Linked DNA regions of Mus musculus: region 1 is linked to region 2. Evidence: chromatin contacts called from public HiChIP or PLAC-seq data. All regions are on one chromosome and are shown on one strand. Each heading gives the region's core, a stretch centred on a gene start, on an enhancer-like site or on the middle of the called end of the contact. The rest is flanking DNA. Distances are from core to core; before and after follow the strand shown.

Region 1 (4,147 bases), core at 164-2,663, 390 kb before region 2:
ATTATTTTGTTGCTACTTTATAACTGTGATTTTGCTACGGTTATGAATTTTAATGCAAATCTTGGTTGTCTTTGATGGTGTTAGGCGACCCCTGTGAAAGGGTCGAGACCCACAGGTTGAGAACCACTGATTTAGAGCCTTCTTTGTTTTTGTTTTTCTAATCTAGGAAACCTGAAAGAACAGAGGTCCACTGTCAGCATTTGCACAGGAGGAAGTATTTCGAAGCCCCCATCACCTCGTCTGGCCTTATAGACCTGCTGATGAGGAAGGCCTTCTGCTCCCCTCCCCCAACCCTCTCCTCTTTCCATCTCTTGCCTAAAGGCTGCTCCGTTTGGGGGACTGTGCCCAAGGTGCTGCATGGTCGACCGACCGACCCCAGAGAAAGGCAGGCATCATCATCTCAGCTGCTCCCTCTGCTCTAAGGACCGGGGACTAGGAACATTCTGGCAAGAGAAGGGAGGGGGGGCCAAGCTTGGAGTCACACATGGCTGCATTTCGTATGGCAAGGCTTTCTTGTTTGTGCTTTCTTCCTATGGAAAAAAAAAAGGCTCTGGAAGGGGCCTGGGGAGCCAGATCAAATGTTCAAATGTACTGGCAGGGAGCCAAGGCTCAACTTCTCTGCCAGGAACTCCACGTTCTCAAGTCTTCACTGCTGTTGAAACTGATCGGGAAGGTTAATGAGATTAATATGGCCAAACACTGTGGGCTTCTGGGAAGCAAACAGCCAGGTAGGGAGGCCCAGTGTTGGACCAAGGTGGCTGGAAATAAGGTATACAACCCACTCCTAGAAAAGCTTGAGTGTTTTTACCGGACAATCCCTGTGCCGGGGCTGGCGAGGGAAGCGCACAGAACTCTACGTCATTGCTGAGGGTGAGTGAGTGACCTGGTCGGTTTTCATCTCACCAGCTCTGCCTAGCACTTGCCACCTATGTAGTTCCCCTAGTGACTTTTTTTTTTTTTTTTGCAAAAGAGTTTGAGTGTTTCATGAAAAATGGTGAAATAACACAGCCATGGGGGGGGGGGGAATCCAACTGGGCATGGGACAGAAAGTTGAAATGTCTCTATTGCGGGGACATGCCTTGAATAGATTTTTGAGCAAAGAGGAGAAGAGAGTTTTCTCTCTCTCTCTCTCTCTCTCTCTCTCTCTCTCTCTCTCTCTCTCTCCCTCTCTCTCTCTCTGTATTTATGAATATTTAAAAATGATATATAAGTGGAAGGACATGAAGGAAGAAGAAGTTTGGGTAAATCTATAAAACCGCCACAATTTATGAAGAGTTTAAAAGGCAATTTCTTTTAAAGGGGCAAATTCCTAATTTCCCACATAAAAGTATGGGAATTGAATGGTAAATCCTTCTCCACCGACAAGCCCTCTGAAAGAGGCATGAAAAAGAGTTACTGTTCCCGTCCATTCATGCCTCCTGAAAGCCATGGATGTGACACTCACTGCCCCGGAGCACGCAGCCTGTGGTTTCAAAGCTGCCGGGTGACTTCTCAGAAATGATCTATTGTGGCGCTTTGTTTCGTCCGGGTCACCCTCGTTTTGTTCTGCGAGGGCTGTGTTACTCTTCTGCCATTAATCCACCCTGTCTTCTCTTCTCTATTCAGAGGCACATTTCACTCCTCATCGTGCCCAGAGCGGGGATGAAGTGTCTGAGAAAGGCCTAGTGCTCTGCATGGCAGAGAGGGAGAGAGAGAGGGAGAGAGAGAGAGAGAGAGAGAGAGAGAGAGAGAGAGGAAGAAAGGAAGGGAAGCCATTTGAGGAGTAGCCAGGGTGGAAAAGGGAGTATTGGGTGGTGGCTTCATCCACTCAAGTGGACTCCAGGGACTCAGCTACACAGCTTTTGCATCTCTGGGGAAGGGGCATCCTGACACAGATCTCATGGGAGATTGTCCTTATTTTTCATCTTTGGCTTGATCTGCTCACTCATAGTTTGACAAATACAGACTACATGTAGCTCAAGGGTTGGCAGGCTGGAATGGACTGCAAAAAAGATACAATTATTTCCAAAGGAAAAAGATTAAGAAGAAAAATTAAACCTCAAACCTGCCATTTGGTTAGTATCTCAGATCGTGTTTGCATCCCTCCCATCTCATTGGAAACCCCCTTTTATCTGATTTTATCCAAAAATTACTTTCTTACACCCACCTTCTGGGTCACTTACTTTTAATATAGTTGGCAGGGACTATCCAGAGGTCTCCAAGGATCCCATGATAACTTTGTTAAACCATGCCAATTATCAGTGGATCTGATGTCTCTCCTTTGTACTCCATGCACAGGGGTTGCAGGTTTTTGTCCATCAGATCATACAGAGACTACAGACAATGGTAGCCATGGACTAAAGAGGGGCCTCTGAAGCCATCCAATTTCCTTTATAGCTGGTCCAGTGGTTGGTCCATTTCCCTGGGCTTAGGCTGCTCAGTTCTGATAGCCTGAAGACAAGAAGCAGCTACCATCCGCACAGACCCTGAGCCCAATGTGTTTCCCAGGGATGAACAGTGGGCAAAATGACAAACAGGGGAACAGCGAGGTCTCAAAATTCAGCTGAATGCTGACTCATTTTCACTAAATTGTGAATCTAAGATTAAGTTTTTTTAAGTTGCAGCAGTTAGGGAGACGACGGCTCCGTGAAAAGGAACACAAGCTTGTGAGTGTGAGTTCAGAGTTCAAATCCCTTACAAAACAGAACCCACTTAAAAAGTCACTGTCTGACTCAGAGACAGACCCTGACTGAAGGCAAGAAGGTGGGGAGCCACACAGGCGATACCAGACATCTTCAGTGGTCGCCATATATCTGTACATGGGCACACATGCTGGCACACTCATATGCATGCAACATATAACACACACACACACACACACACACACACACACACACACACACACACACACACACACACAGCATAGATGAAAGGTGCATCAACTTGAAGAAAATAAAAGAAAATGAGCCATTAACCTCAGTGTTCACTCCCATTTGAGCTTTGCGCCCTCAGTTGGGCAAATGACCTACTATGCTGGGTCCCCAATTTCACCACAGAGAAGAAAGATCTGTGGATTTACTTTAGTGGCTGATATACATGGAAAGGTTTCAGAGATGTGGCAAGTGCTTGCTCATCACTCCTGCAGGGTCTTAGCCTCCTAATATAGGAGGACCAGGTGGGGTTGAAGACCCTGCATGTCTACCCAGGCCCCAGAGCTGCAGATAATCCAGAGTTATACTATGTGGTGGTTTCTCTGGGAACTCTAGAGCCCCATCTGCCTACACAGCTCAATTTTTCCTAGAGTGGATGAGACAGAGCAAGGCTGTCTAGCAGGGACCGTGAAGTCCTCCTGTGAAATTTGAAGAGGACACACTATGTCACTAGCCCTTGACCTTCCCTGATAGTGCACAGGCACACTGGGCTGATGCATATAGTTTAAAGACACAGCTCAATTACAAGATGTGGTCCAGACAGCTGCCCTTATGGGGACAGAGCCTGCCACTAAACTCTGAGCAATTACTTAAAATTAGACTTGTCAAATTTGTTTAGGGCGGCCAGGCAAGTACCTACATTGACCCAATGTCACTCTTCCTGGAGAGATGTTGTAATGATTTTGTATATCAGTCAGACTAAATACTAATGCTGCTTTCATGCCCTGATCAACATTCCAGTCAGATGTCATTTTTAGAAGCCTTTGGGGAATTTGCATGCCTTAATTATTCTTCAATATCCAAGCCAAGCATTCTTTAATTGGTGTAAATTGAACAGTGTTCCAATGCAAACAAGAAGAGGACACAGTGATCAATGATTCAGGGCATGTCTATTGGAAAGTCATTGCCGTTAGATCAGCTAACAAAGCTTTAGCGGAAACACTAGTTCATGGAGCTGAGAGACCCTTCCGCTTAAGTCACTGCAGCTGGTACGAGTGGAGTGAGGTGTCATTCCCAAATTTTGACATTTGAGGAAAGGTTTGGAAAAAAAAAAAGAATGGAGAGATGCTTTGTTTTTATGTCAGGAATTGTGCAAGGTCCTTTTTATGAGAATTTAACTAGAAACAAAATATTTCTGCCTTTGGCTATCCCCTCTCTCGACTGGGAACAGTCTAAAAATTTGTTAACTTGTCAGGCCATTTTTCATTGTGATTTTTTTCTTGGGGGAGGGGAGGGGG
Region 2 (4,417 bases), core at 1,568-4,067:
GAGGTGGTTGGAAGAGGAATTTTCTTCCTAAAAGAGTTGGATTAGACCCAAAAGGAAAGACAAAATAAATTGAATGTATGTCCAGGCTCTTATTGTGCTCTGTCCATCTGGGAACACAGGTTCAGAATACTAGACTTTCTGAGCTCTTTCTGGACCTGATGCTCCTGGGGACATTTTCTAAGTAATTCTGTAGCTCCCTAAAGAGTGACAAAGACTCCAGGACACAGGGAGATGAATACCACAGCTGAGCCACATTCAGGGCAATGGAGTCGGTTTGTTCTAAACTAGCTGTTGTCAATGTTTAACTCAATTATGGTTGGGTCATGTTCCTTAAGGCAGGTGCCTTAAGATGAGGCAACATATTGTACATGTTTAACATGGGAGAAATGCAGGCCAAAAGGACAAAGGCTCAAAGTCACACACTTTTGAGAAGACAGGGCCATCTTGTTAGGCCTTTATTTCTCTTTCCTAGTACATTGCTTTCAGTATTTGAAGAAACTGAAGTCCCTAGCTTCTCTCAGAATTGAACATGGTTTAGAAGGTAATCAATGATACAGTGGCCAATGTTTTAAATTAAGTCAGAATAATGATCCAGGTTATCATTGTCAGAAGCCCAGTGGGCTGCCTCTCAGGAAGACCTCTAGGTGGCCCAGTCTGTTTGCTCAGTGGACTATGCACCTACAGGGCTTATAGAGGACCTATAGAAAGAGCAGAAGACATAGCATTATTCGAATGTGAAGGAGGTAGCCACATCCTGAATATACAAATAATAGCCCAAAGCACAGAACTTATGAAAAAAGAAGTCCCCTGCATCATCTAGATTGGCTATGCTGTTTACCTAGGTTAGACCTTAATTTCTAAACTGGGCACAACATAAAGGTACCTGGCTCAGTTCTTCTCCGACACCTATAACAACTACAACGTTATACATCTGAACTTATTAGGACAATAAGTTTGGATGAACTTATCAGAATGACTACTCTCATACCTTAGCACCATTGATAAGTGAGATAGATGCTATGAGCACTGTGACAATACGCTAGTTGATCTGATAATTAATATGGATGGTAAGCAACTAATGGATGGGTAATGTCTTCTGTGTGGATACACTGAATAAGGGACAGATTCTCGTTCTGGGGGCCGGAGGTGAGATGAGGTAGCATGATTTTGCTATGCCACTCAGAATGGCATGCAATACAAAATTTGTGAACTCTGTATTTTTTATATATTTTCTATTTAATATTCATGGATTGCCATTGATTTTGAATAAGGAAATTTTGCAGGAAACAAGGCCATGCATGAAAAAATGTAAATAGATCATAAGTTTTCATTCTTGAGAAGTAAAAAGAAGGTTAAAAAAAAAAGCATAGCCATAAGACAAGCTTGTATTTCAATGTGCTAAAAATAAAGTTGTAAATTTTATAAAAAGGGTTTCAGGCGAACACGTACCCAGTTCTAACCTGCTATTATAGCACATTATAAATATTTAGAAAACATCACATAAACATTTTTGGTGATATTTAAGACATAGTTCTGTACTATGTTACCATAAGGGTAATCTACTTTTAGATGGGGAGAAACTTTCTATGATTAAAATTTCTTTTTAATTATAGAATATCATTTATTTTATCTCTTAAATAAAAAAAATCTTTTACTTTTACTGAGCTCACAAATACATACACCACTTGGCTAGATTAAGGCAGTCGTTCAACAAACACCTTCACTCTTAAGATTGGTACTTTCCCCTTCTCTGTATTCACTGAGGGTGGGGAGTAGTCAAAATTAAGAGAAAAAGAAGGTAGTGAGATTTCTGTGTGCAGAGTGAACATGGTCTATGCTGTCATCATGCGGTGCTCATCAACGAACACCCTAAGAGGTCTGTATTCAAACTCGGGTCACTTTTAAATTCAACGTTCCCACATCCAGTGAATGGTGGACATCAGAGACCAAAACGTAATTTAAAAAATTAATAAATGATGGGTGAAACATTGATTTTATTTTAGGTGTGTGTGTGGCGAAGGGTGTCCCCGTGTGCGTTCTTTTATGTTTTAGGTAGTGATCCCTCTCGGCTCCCCCCCCCCAACCCCCAAGTCCCCACACATTGGGAAGATAAAAGTCTGTGGCCCACACAGCGTTCATGGCGAGAGAGCTGGCAGGGGATGTAGAAGGCAGCCTGGAGCCTTCACCAAGGATGATAAGCCTGCGTGAATTTTACGAGTCTCAGTATCAAGGTTGCCCTCGCAGAAGGGATTTACGAAGAACGGGGAAGGGGGGCTGTGGGGGGTGGGGTGGGGGGGAGAAGGCAGTTGTATGAATAACCGGCATTGTAAATCTTCACCGTGGCAACCCAGAGCTAGGCAAAGTCTGTGATGGGTTCACGACTTGAGAAGAAAGCGACGCAGCAGAGTGGGAATGGATTTTCTTCAGATTCTTAATGCACTGCTTAGAGCCGCTTGGGGGTGGGGGGAGGGGGTGGGGTGCACGCCAGTGTGTGCCTGGAGAAGTGTGTGTGTGTGTGTGTGTGTGTGTGTGTGTGTGTGTGTGTTTGTGAAAGGAGGGAGACGCGTGTGTAAAAGGAGGAACTCTTTGGAAATTTGTTAGAGGGAAATACTGGTCTTATACAGCTTGCCAGCTTTGGGGGCAAAAAGAAGGCCATTTAGCCTCTGAATATAAATGACTGGATTTTGCTTGGGGTAGACAAAAAAAAAAAAAAAAAAAAAAAAAAAAGACATGGGGGAGGGGCATGGGATTATGCAAGCCAGTAACAATGAGCACATTGGACCTTGGGCTCCACAGCACAAGGTCACCGCGAAAGTCAGAGTGTTGGTTAGTGGAGGTGTCTGATAGAAGAAAATGACTCACTGTAGATTGCTTCCTGCTTTGCAAAACAGAGCCGTTACTGAAAATAAGATGCATTTGAGTGGTCTATAGGAACACCTGATTTCCTTCTCTCTCTCTCTCTCTCTCTCTCTCTCTCTCTCTCTCTCTCTCTCTCTCTCTCTCTCTCTCTCTCTCTTGTTCACATAAACACACACGCACACACACACACACAGACACATGCCCCCTCGCCCAACGCACACACTTGTGCACACATGCACACACACACACACACACACACACACACACACACACACACACACTCAGGGCCTGCTGATGTATGAAAGTGAAGCCTTGACTCTAATTGTGCAATTATAAAACGGAAATGATGCGGGTTTGGTAACAGAGGGAAAGAAGGCAGCTCAATAACATTGTTTAATGACAAGCAAATAAAGCTCCGAGGGGAAAGAGGTGACTCTTTCTGCTTTAGACTCATTAAGGAGCCTGAAACATATTGTAAAAGAGTGATATTTAATTATGGGCTGGACTGATAACAGAGAGCAGGGCCTCACTGGGAGAAAGAGACCCTGTGCTCCTAGGAGCTCACAGCTCCAAACATCAATTACCATGATTATCTACCCAGTGCTTGCAAAATGCACCGTCTCCATGTTCCATCAGCGACCCGTAAACAGGCATTGCATAGGCAAATTTATGGGCACAGGCAGCCAGGGCCAGGTGGGAAAGCCAGCCTCTCATTGGCGTCCCAGCAAAGGAGGGAAGAAACGTAGGAAAGAAAAATCCGCCTTGTGCTCTGTGCAAGGAACAATTTATTACTGAGTATTTGAGGAAGACAGTGCTTGCTGCCTGCTGCTTCCACCCCCACCCCCCACCTTTTGCCTCTGCTGCCTGTCTAAATGAGGAATGGACCTGTATTAACCGACCCCTGCTTACGGGGAATCACTTGGCACAGTCTCCGGAAACCTTGTGCTGCTCTGGAGGCCGTGAGTTCTGGAGCCAGGAGGAAGCATTCCCTTTTTCCCTTACCCTTTCCGGAAAAAGCCTACGTCCCCCTCTTCCCCCCATCTGATTGTGAGAAATTAGAATTTGGTAGAAACAAAGTTGCAAGAAGAGAATGGTGTGACTGAAACGCAGTGGGAAGTATTTGTGTCATATTGCGGGTAACTTTTTATGAGTGTGTGTGTATACGTTTTTGAGGGTGATTTGGGAAAGTTCCTAGATTTAAAGCATGATTGGAAAGCCTGACCCATGATGCTAACATTATGGAGGCTGGTGCAGGACTATTGTAGATCTGAGGGTAGACAGGCCTAAATGGTGGACTCGAAGCTAGCTTGTGATCTATAGAAGGGACTTTTTTCCTCTCTCGCTCGCTCAAAACAAAACCAAAGACATAAAAATAAATTCTTGGGGCTTGTTAACTGTCAAATTTTTTCATATGAAAGCACTGAAATAGCCTGCATTTACCTAAACACCGCGAGTTAACTACACATTTAGTTTCCTTATGAACAACCATTCCAACTACAGCCTGAAGTGACCCCAATGCTGCTGGTTCTTTCTTGCTCTCTGTTTATATTGACGGCCC

What was found. HiChIP or PLAC-seq counts read pairs in DNA pulled down with a chosen protein or histone mark.
Region 1: a contact with region 2 is called in an H3K4me3 HiChIP or PLAC-seq map of embryonic midbrain, with 4 times the contacts expected there. The contact joins two enhancer-like sites. A contact is called at or near these places in 1 of 484 Hi-C or Micro-C datasets (brain), 5 of 115 datasets of contacts at active chromatin or transcription factors (differentiating embryonic stem cells, embryonic basal ganglia, embryonic hindbrain and 2 more) and 1 of 9 other capture datasets (embryonic tail).

Annotation. Positions count from the first base shown.
Region 1 is chr1:42,626,372-42,630,518 of GRCm38.p6, reverse strand. Gm30248 (a long non-coding RNA gene) reads left to right here. Exons shown (of 3, transcript XR_373380.2): 2 at 167-870. Among named protein-coding and RNA genes, the nearest start is that of Gm30248, 11 kb to the left of the region's middle. Within about 2 kb of position 1,413, at least 35 of the 459 cell types and tissues checked have an H3K27ac peak or open chromatin away from gene starts, as enhancers often do.
Region 2 is chr1:42,241,966-42,246,382 of GRCm38.p6, reverse strand. No RefSeq gene overlaps it. Among named protein-coding and RNA genes, the nearest start is that of Gm28175, 14 kb to the left of the region's middle. Within about 2 kb of position 2,817, at least 53 of the 459 cell types and tissues checked have an H3K27ac peak or open chromatin away from gene starts, as enhancers often do.